Regions from separate parts of the Xenopus laevis genome. Here region 2 is linked to region 1. The links are chromatin contacts, called in public Hi-C maps. All regions are on one chromosome and are shown on one strand. Each heading gives the region's core, a stretch centred on a gene start, on an enhancer-like site or on the middle of the called end of the contact. The rest is flanking DNA. Distances are from core to core; before and after follow the strand shown.

The links. A called contact is a pair of places that touch in the nucleus more often than the background predicts.
Region 2: a Hi-C map of the XL177 cell line shows a contact between it and region 1, with 2.8 times the contacts expected there. The contact joins the enhancer-like site here to the promoter of LOC108715571 in region 1. A contact is called at or near these places in 2 of 4 Hi-C or Micro-C datasets (the XL177 cell line and the XTC cell line).

Annotation. Positions count from the first base shown.
Region 1 is chr4S:71,860,910-71,865,596 of Xenopus_laevis_v10.1, forward strand. It overlaps LOC108715571 (Krueppel-like factor 4), which reads right to left and starts at 2,508. Exons shown (of 3, transcript XM_041561447.1): 1 at 2,439-2,508. LOC121393308 (a long non-coding RNA gene) reads right to left here and starts at 2,482. Exons shown (of 2, transcript XR_005960966.1): 1 at 2,410-2,482.
Region 2 is chr4S:71,973,912-71,978,598 of Xenopus_laevis_v10.1, forward strand. No RefSeq gene overlaps it. Among protein-coding and RNA genes, the nearest start is that of slc6a9.S, 84 kb to the right of the region's middle. Within about 2 kb of position 2,885, at least 2 of the 7 cell types and tissues checked have an H3K27ac peak or open chromatin away from gene starts, as enhancers often do.

The sequences.
Region 1 (4,687 bases), core at 1,258-3,757:
CTTCATATGGATGATATGTCATTGTTTCCCTGACCAAAAGGGGGCTTTCTTTTAACAGCATGGTAGTAAAAGTACAGCCGCCTCTACTAGACGTTGAATGGTCCTATATATGTACATATTGATGTATAATTCATATTTCCACCAGATAACATGATCTCATGATGGTATGTACCTGAGCACAGTAACAATAATATACTGCTATTTATATGTCCATGTCTGCCTTCCCCATTGATAGTGTCTGCCCCTTTTACAGGTCAGTAATGGAATAATATAGCAGCACAGCTTATGTGAGCAAGATCACTTCACACATTAATCAGACATGCAGTGGCAAAAGTATTCAGCCCCATAGCAAAAACATTTTAGGGCCTCATAATCTTTGCAAATGAGGCATTTTTATTGGGCTCCTAGCCCCCCCCCTCCAGCACCAGCAGTTACAGGGTCTCCTTCCTCTAGTCTACAGTTCTAACCTAGCTATGGAGTTATACCCTGGCTTTGGAGAAATCTAAACCTTTGCATACTTAGCCAATGACATACCTGTATAGAACAGTGAGATGAGCATATGGAAAGTAAGAAAACATGACTGTCAAATTTCACAGCTAAATACATAGCTTATTATACAAAACATCTTACAGTTCTACATCATTACAAATGGAATTGTTATAGCTCATCAGTGGTTTATTGAATTCAGTTGAGAGTTATTGTTGCTTTTTAATTAAATTGAGAGCCTTGATTCTTACATGATCAGATTTTATAACTGTTGCTTTTGCGTCTGAGCCTTGCTTTCTGGCATGGGGCACATAGTTGCTAATCTAAGCAGTAAACCTTAAAGGGGTTTTTCATCTTCAAGTTAACTTTTAGTATGTTATAGAATGGCCAATTCTAGGCAACTTTTCAATTAGTCTTCATTTTTTTTATAGTTTTTGAATTATTTTCCTTCTTCTCCAGCTTTCAAATGGGGGTCACTGATTTAAACAACAAATGCTCTGAAAGTTTACAAAAATATTGTTACTGTTACTTCTTATTACTTATCTTTCTATTCAGACACCTCCTATTTATATTCCAGTCTCTCATTTAAATCAATGCATGGTTGCTAGGATTATTTGGATCCTAGCAACAAGATAGCTGACATTGCAAACTGGAGAGCTGCTTAATAAAAAGCTAAATTACTCAAAAACCACAAATAGTAAAACATGAATACCAAATTGCAAATTGTCTCAGAAATAAAAGTTAATTCAAAGGTGAACAAGCCCTTTAAGGAAAGCCTGCAATGGGCTGCTGAATTACAGATGGTGTGTACACAGGCAGATAGCTTATCTTATCAGGGCACCTAAGGAACTTGACTTTGGTGGAACCAGGAATTGTAACAAAGCTTCAGCACAACATAGGAAGGAAGACCTGAGGGTTTCCTATTATATCCACTGTTCATATATCTTATTGCGAGTAAACAGACTGGAAAAATGCACCAAGGCATAAGGCAACCGCATACCCTGACTTAATGATGAAAAGTCCTTGTAAAGCACCGCATTAATGTGCTGCAAGATAGAGGTTAATAAATAAATAAAAATAAGAAAAGCAAGCACTAACAGGTCTTGCACAATAATGAAATGATTAAAGGGGAACTCCATCCGAAAAAGTTTTTCCTAAGAAATGTTATTCCGAGCAACTTTTCAATGTGAGTTAATTACACTTTTTAAAGGCATCTAAATTTATTTGTAAATGAAACTGAAAGAAGTATCAGTCTTGCTGTTTATACTTAACTGCACTGCTGGTTCTGACAACTAAAACAAAGTAGCTAAAGCTGGCATATTGAAAGACTATAAGATTTTTCTGATGCATTGTTTCAAGTGTTAGGTAAACAAACACAGATCTCCCTTAGAATTACATTTACATCCACCAAACATTTTAATTCCACTGAACATGTTTAACTCATTGATATTGGAAAGTTTCTTGGCATTATATTTTCTTTCATTATGCAAAAAGAAAAAACGTTTTTGGGTGGATATCCCATAAATACTGACACACTGGACAAAATCTGTGTGTGCTTTCTTTCCTTATAGTTTTGGATATTTGGCATAAACTCTTCAGGCAGGACCAGCAATACCTCTTGTATCTATTATTGGTTAGTTACCGTATGTGAGTAATGTTGTATGTTCAGAGTATACACCTGTCTATTGTACAAAGCTGTGGAATATGTTGTCGCGTTAATAATAGTATTACTACTACTACTTCTATAATACTACTACTACTACTACTACTACTAACGGATGAGCACCCACCCACAGAGATGCTAATAAAGGAGCTGTGTATGATTTACAGACATTTGTATATATCTGTGACTATATATCTAATTATGGGTCTATAGCTGTCTTTCTAACTAATTATTTAGATCATGTATATCTAAATACTCACACTGATTAGCTCCACAGAATAAGACTTACTTCTTGTCCCTGTTGAGACTTGTGATTGCTGAAGGATTTCTTGGTGTTAGCAAATCCCTTGTTATCTGGAGGCCTTACACTGTGTTTTGATCTGCGGGACTCTCCTGCTCTCTTTATATACCCCTGCTATTTTTAACTCTGCCTACGCAAATCCAGATCCGGACTGAGGCAGCAGTCCAGCCAAACGGGAAGAGGAGATGGGGTAAATTTCCTGAACAAGACCAAAAAAAAATCATATATAAAATAAACCTTTGGACATGCTAGCCTTTCTTCCTTTCTATCTCGCTAGCACAATCTACTTTTTTTCTCGTTTCCTCTAACTTTCACTGCAACAGGAAAATAGAGATTAGCAGATGTGGTGGAAATAGCATCTTACATGGCCATGGTACATGGGAGGGGAGACTGATCTATCTCAAAGGTGCAATTGCTGCCCTGTGTTCCAGTGTTTTGTAACGTGGAGTTTAGTTATATCTAGTTTAGGTAAATCTAAAAACAACTGGACTTGCTGAGTAATCAATGAAGACGTTTCACTACTCATCCGAGCAGCTCCTTCAGTTCAACTGACTAGTGTGAGAAATTCTCGGCATATAAACTCTTCCACTAATCCAATCACAATTTCACATTGTAACTCTTCAAAGAGGTGACATCTGAAGAAATTCTGTGTAGTTGCTGTGATAGGATTATCCAATGTGTCATGCAACTCCTAGAAACAGGTGTTACTTGTGAGAGTTGCATGAATGGATGTGTGAAGTGTTCTGAAACTGCCGGGGTATAGAAGTTAGAACAGCATTGTATGTAGCAGACAGGTGATCTTGCTGATTACTCAGCAAGCAGTGTCGGACTGGGCCAGTCCCCCTCTCCCAAACAGTTTTAAAAAAAATTAAAAAAATTTCGGCGCATTGCAGCGCCGTTTGCGCATGCGCGCCGTTTCCGTTTCCGCATGCGCGCCGTTTGTGCATGCGCGATGCGCCGCCTGGGCGCCGAGCAGGGATTCGCCTAACAAGTAGGTAGCGGGGGCCAGAGGGGGGCCCTGGACACCAGTCCCGGTGGGCCCCGGACCCCCCAGTCCGACCCTGTCAGCAAGTCCAGTTGTTTTTAGATTGACCTATACTAGATATACCATGACCTGGATGAATGAAAAGCTTCATAGTAATATTGGAGTTTAGTTATAACATCTCCTCACTCTGCAGGCTGTGAATGCAGGAAAGTTCAGCTACAGTATATACACAATATCAGATTTCCATCAGTTTTAGCATGTGAAGTAATGATGAGTTTCACAGTCCCTGATATTTTTTTAAATTCCACAGATTGTAAGGGCAGAGTTATTAAATTAAAGTCAGTTATCAGTTATGTGCAAGGTGCAATATACAGTGCCATAAACCCATAGGGTACCCTGGATTAAACACCTGTTATTGACCACGCAACCCTTCATGTATTTTCCTTGTGTGCACTTTTAACATGTACCAACTATAATATAAATAAATTGGAATTGTAGAGATGCAAGAGAAATCGGATGCTCCACCCATTTATTACCTACATGATGCCCAAAATGAGCAAAATACAGCTTGTGTGCAACTTACCTAGCAGTGGATGCAATGTCACTGGAATTCTGGGGAAAATATGCTGCATTATGTTGCATATTGTGAATACTGAAGTTTTTCTCCAATTTTACAATTTGCCTCCTTTCGAAGGTAACCCCAATATGTAATAAAATTATAAGTTAACGTTAATTAAATGTTTATTCTATTTTGTATATCAGGGCTGTACCTGAACCTGGAAAAAGGCAAGTTAACCTCATCTAAGGTAGCTGTCACGTTGCTTGAATTTGCTGAGTTTTCCTCCCTAGAGAGCATTGTTAGCACATGACCACTAGAGGTTCTATTACTATTTGTGTTTACGAATAAGCCATCACATGATCAATGAATATAATACATGACAATCTTGGTAATCCTTATACAGGTATGGGACCTGTTACCCAGAATGCTCAGGACCTGCTGGACCTTAAAGGGATACTGTCATGGGAAAAATTTTTTTTTTCGAAATGAATCAGTTTAAGTGCTGCTCCAGCGGAATTCTACACTGAAATCCATTTCTCAAAAGAGCAAACAGATTTTTTTATATTCAATTTTGAAATCTGACATGGGGCTAGACATTTTGCCAATTTCCCAGCTACCCCCAGTCATGTGACTTGTGCCTGCACTGTAGGAGAGAAATGCTTTTTGGCAGGCTGCTGTTTTTCCTTCTCAATG
Region 2 (4,687 bases), core at 1,635-4,134, 110 kb after region 1:
TCTCCAGTTTTCTATACTCAAAAACAATGAGCTCATACATTAAACCACTTGGTCAACAACAAATCTTGCTTCTAATGCGCTTATCAGGAGCTGGCCAGGCTTCCAACAAGCACATCCGAAGCAGAGATCTTATCTTATAGTTTATTAATATTTGAGTACATATACTGCCCTGGCTATAATGAATGGAAGCTTCTATGAGTTCTTTCAGAAGTTAGAAACATACGGTATTAGGAACTAATAGGAGTCATAAATATATTAGGTCATCGACTAGTTGAGTTCAATCATTCTTTCCTTACAAAGCTTTCTTATACAAGACATTTCTATCAAAGTATTACCCTGAGCCACCATTGTATACATAAAAGCTCAACAAAAACCTCTCTCGTTACAGCTTGCTTGAACAAGAGTGGAAGCATACATTTAAGGGGTTATTTACTAAACTCCGATTGCAAAAATCATGAAAAATTTGTGATTTCTTTTTATAAAATCGGACTTTAAAAAAATCACGAACTTTTCAGAATTTATTAAACCAAGAGGATAGAAAAGTCTGAATCAGAAAATCCAGCATCTCAGACATGTCGAGGGTGCATATAAGTCAATGGGAGAAGTCCCAATGATTTTTTGACGTGCAATGGGTTTTGTGAAATACCCAGAAGTTTTCGGGCAAAAATCTGAGTTTTTGGGTGAAAAATCTGAAAAAAACCCGTGAAAATCGGAGGAAAAAATACAAAAAAATTGAGAAAGCAAAAGCTAATTTTCGGGAAAATGTAATACTAAATAAGCGTAAAAAACCAAAGTGGATTTGATTGGAGTTTGTAGCAGAAAATATTGAGATAAATTTGGACTTTGATAAATAATCCCCTTACACTTTGCCCATTTGTGATTTTTCATAACCACCGAAAACAATTGCCAAAAAAAAATGGCAATCTGTTTTTTTGTGTGCAATTTTTGATAAATGTGCCCCTGGGTGATGGATGTCTCCTTTATATGAAGCAGTTGCTTGTTTTTTATCCAGTATTTTCCTATAAGTAATCTAGTTATACAACTATGAAAGAGCTATTTCCAGGTATACCTCAGTTGGTATCATTAGAATCCTGAAATTCAACACCTCCCCTTACACACCAGCATCATTAAGTTATAAGCATAAAACCATTTCCTCAGCAGGGAGCTCAACTGCCTTTGGCAGATAGGATTCTTTAGAAAACCACGACTCTGATGTTAAATGTTATTGCTGTCGTTTTATAGAGGTGTTTCATGCACATTTTTCTTCCTACCAATAGAAATTGCAGGTGCTCAGGTGAGACTTGGTCACATTACAGACCTGCCTTAGCCTGCAGCTTTATGTACCTCACCCCAACACTCAAATGACCCCCTGCCTAGTGGAATGAGAGAAAACCGGACTTAATCAATAAACATTAACAGCATGAACATTAAGGTCTTTATTCCTGTCTGATTGGGAAGCAGAAAATGTACTTACTGCAGTGGATCATATAACCTGGCCTCTAATCTTCTGTAACACCAAAGACCCTCCCAATCCCACTTTATGTAGACACTGTTTAATTATAGCTATGCCAATCAGTAGTGATTGCCACGCAGGCCCATATAACTGAGTTTCATGCCTGAGTGCTTATAATGAATGATCCCATCAGTTACACTTGGGATCTTTAACGCTTTGATAAGCTTTGGAGACATCTATGATACTCAAAGTACATTTTAAATGATCAAAACAATCATAATCTAGTATGCCAACATTACCCCTAATCCCTAACATCTTCAGGGGCCGACACACACATTTTGTTTGTGCAGGTAGCTTGATAAAAAGCACAAATAGATTTAAACTGTTAGGTAGGAGGTAAAACATGAGGGATCGTTTGCAACCCACGTATGCAGCGTACGCTGAGTGCCATGATTTTTATCCACAATGCAGCATCCCCCCCATAATTACAGAATTATTGTGGTTGTGAACTGGAAATTTGCCTGAGTCAGCTGCATAGATGCGTTAAAATAAGTGCGACTACACTTGGAAATCCGAATGGTGTCACTTCCGCCACTCACTGGACATATTTCTTTAGACTGCACTCAGTTTGAAATGGGAGTTGGGAAAGACGCTTGGGTGGCGCCAAGAGCAAGTCCATGGAGTGTTATTTAACACAAATACTCCTGGTTCCTTTGACATATGGTTTGGTTTTATTGTGTTAACTACTGTATGTCTCATTCTGTGTCTGTGTGCTGTAGAGATGATATAGATAAGAGATTGGTTACTTATGGTAGTCCCCGCATAAACCACATTTCGCCGCAATTACACCTGATTGATGCCTGTGAGGTATGTTACATACTGTGATCTTCCAGATCAAATGGTATTTTCTGCAGTTTTGTCACCTGCAGGAGAGGCGATTTTCCCTTAGGGACAGCTTAGGATGTGTCTTTATTTAATTATTCCTCTGTAATATGATTCAGTGTGAGAAAAAGTATCTGAATCAATGGGGTAGTCAGTATTTCCATATACGTACATTCTATAAACAACATTTTTGTTGGTTGTACTGATGAAGACCATAAAATGTCTACCTAGAAACTGATACTCTACTCCATAAATAATCTAATTTGGTTTCAGTGTGCATTAGAATTCCACATCAACAAATGTGGGCTTTCTGGGGCTTTAATTTTCAGGGCAGATACATGAAATTACAGGTTACAGGCTTGGTGTGGCCAGGTCTACCTGTCTCATCTTCTGGTGAGGGGAATATAAAAGGAAGGTCTCCTATGGAGAAGCCCACTGGCTCTGTGTTTAGTTCCCTGCTGTTAATAACTTGCTCTGACCAGGCAGGCCAAAGGCTAAGGCAGGTCTGTGATTCCAAACCCTGCTGTGCAGTATAAATAGCTGACTGCTGTGAATGGCTACATAGAGGAGGCATACGGCACCTTCACAATAGGCTCCCCGGGGAATGGAATGGGAGCCATTACAAAGAGGAAGGCAGGTAGTAATGGCCGAATGAAAAGCCTGTCAAGTTTCAAAGCTGGAGACGGCTCCACTTGCAGGTTTCTCAGTCAAGCACCTTGCAACTCAAGGACTCTCACCAAACACAGGGTGGGTTTCAGTCATTCAGAAATTCCCAATTACAATCATATTTTTGGGACATTCTGAGTATGTTTTGCATTTTAATAAAGTGAAACAAAAAAAAGTAAAGTGAAAGTCTGACTTCACTTTCCATTGAGTAACACAAATAAGGGGGAAGAAAAGGAAAGCAGCATTGAAGGAAAATGCCAAAAAGTGATCCACATTGAAAGGAGATAATCAGACTGAGCATACCTTAGTTTTCATTTGAACATAAGCATATAGCTTTTAGAAAAATCAATCTCTATTTATACATATACAAGATATCACCTGCAAATTTGTGTCATGCTTTCGGTGTATAGACTATCAGTGGCATAAGCTCCATTCACTGTGCATAGAAAGAGGTAGCACCAAAATTATCCATGATGAAGTGTGACACCCATTAACACTAGTGCATTTGGCATGAGAAGAAAACAGCTACTGAATGATTTACAAGAGAAAAATTTGGGCCCACTTTTGCTCCGTGTAGCTGTACGCAGGCCGACACTGCGCCTGTTAGTGCAGATAAACACAGAAGAATCATGGAGTGCATCTGCGGGACATACAGTATGCTTTGGGGTAGATTTATTATGTGGTGTAAGAAACAGCAGAATAATTCGCCACACATTGCCAGGCTTCTCAGTGTAAAAAAAAACAGCATAAAAATGTGTAATTTTTTTGAATGCATTCTTTTTTAGAGCAACTTCCCCTGGCATCCGCATGGCGTAAAATAAAACACACCTTGATAAATTAGACATTTGGGGGCCCATTTACTTAGCTCGAGTGAAGGAATAGAGGAAAAATAGTTTGAATGTTTTTTTTGGCTACTTCGACCATCGAATGAGCTAGGGGTAGGCAGAGTAGGCACATGCCTAGGGCACAAAGCTTGAGGGGCATCAGGCATGTACCTTTCACTGCTGCCTACCCCTAGTCCGGTCTGCAGTCCTTGTCGCTGCGCTGCGATGTGGCCGGCCAGGTTGCCTGGGGCGCCCGGCCGGTTCGGCCCGGCCCTGTGCTGTCATGTAATCTAATGTGGATTTTATAGTTTTTGTTTTGTTTGATACAAACTTTCTCCAACTCCATGATCTTTGTCCCTGCAGCTGGAGTTGGAAATAGTAAAGGGGATGTAAACGCAAAAATAAAATCCAATACAAATCTCTACACAGTTGCCGACTGCTCTACGGGAAACAAACAAAGCTGCTTGAGTTCTGCACGGTTGGGAAGTAAGGCAGGGGCTCCCCCTGCTGTTCATAAGTATGATTGTTTCCCTGCAGAGCAGTTAGGGATGTCTGAGAATTCCTATCCACAGCAGTAAATAAAGGTAGAAGAATTTCACTGCATACAGTCAGGTTTCTTATAAAAACGGTACACATTTTTTTAATTGAAGTATATTGGAGATAAATATCTTTTTAATTAAAGAAAGTAAAAATGGGATTTTATTTTTTTGCCTTTACATGCCCTTGATTGGAAATGTTTTAACAAGTTGATATGATTACTATATCCACTGCAATTTTATATTCCCCACAGGCCAATTTTGTACACCTAAAAACTATTTTTAAAAGAAAATTTTCCTGTTAATATTCATAATTAAATTGCCCC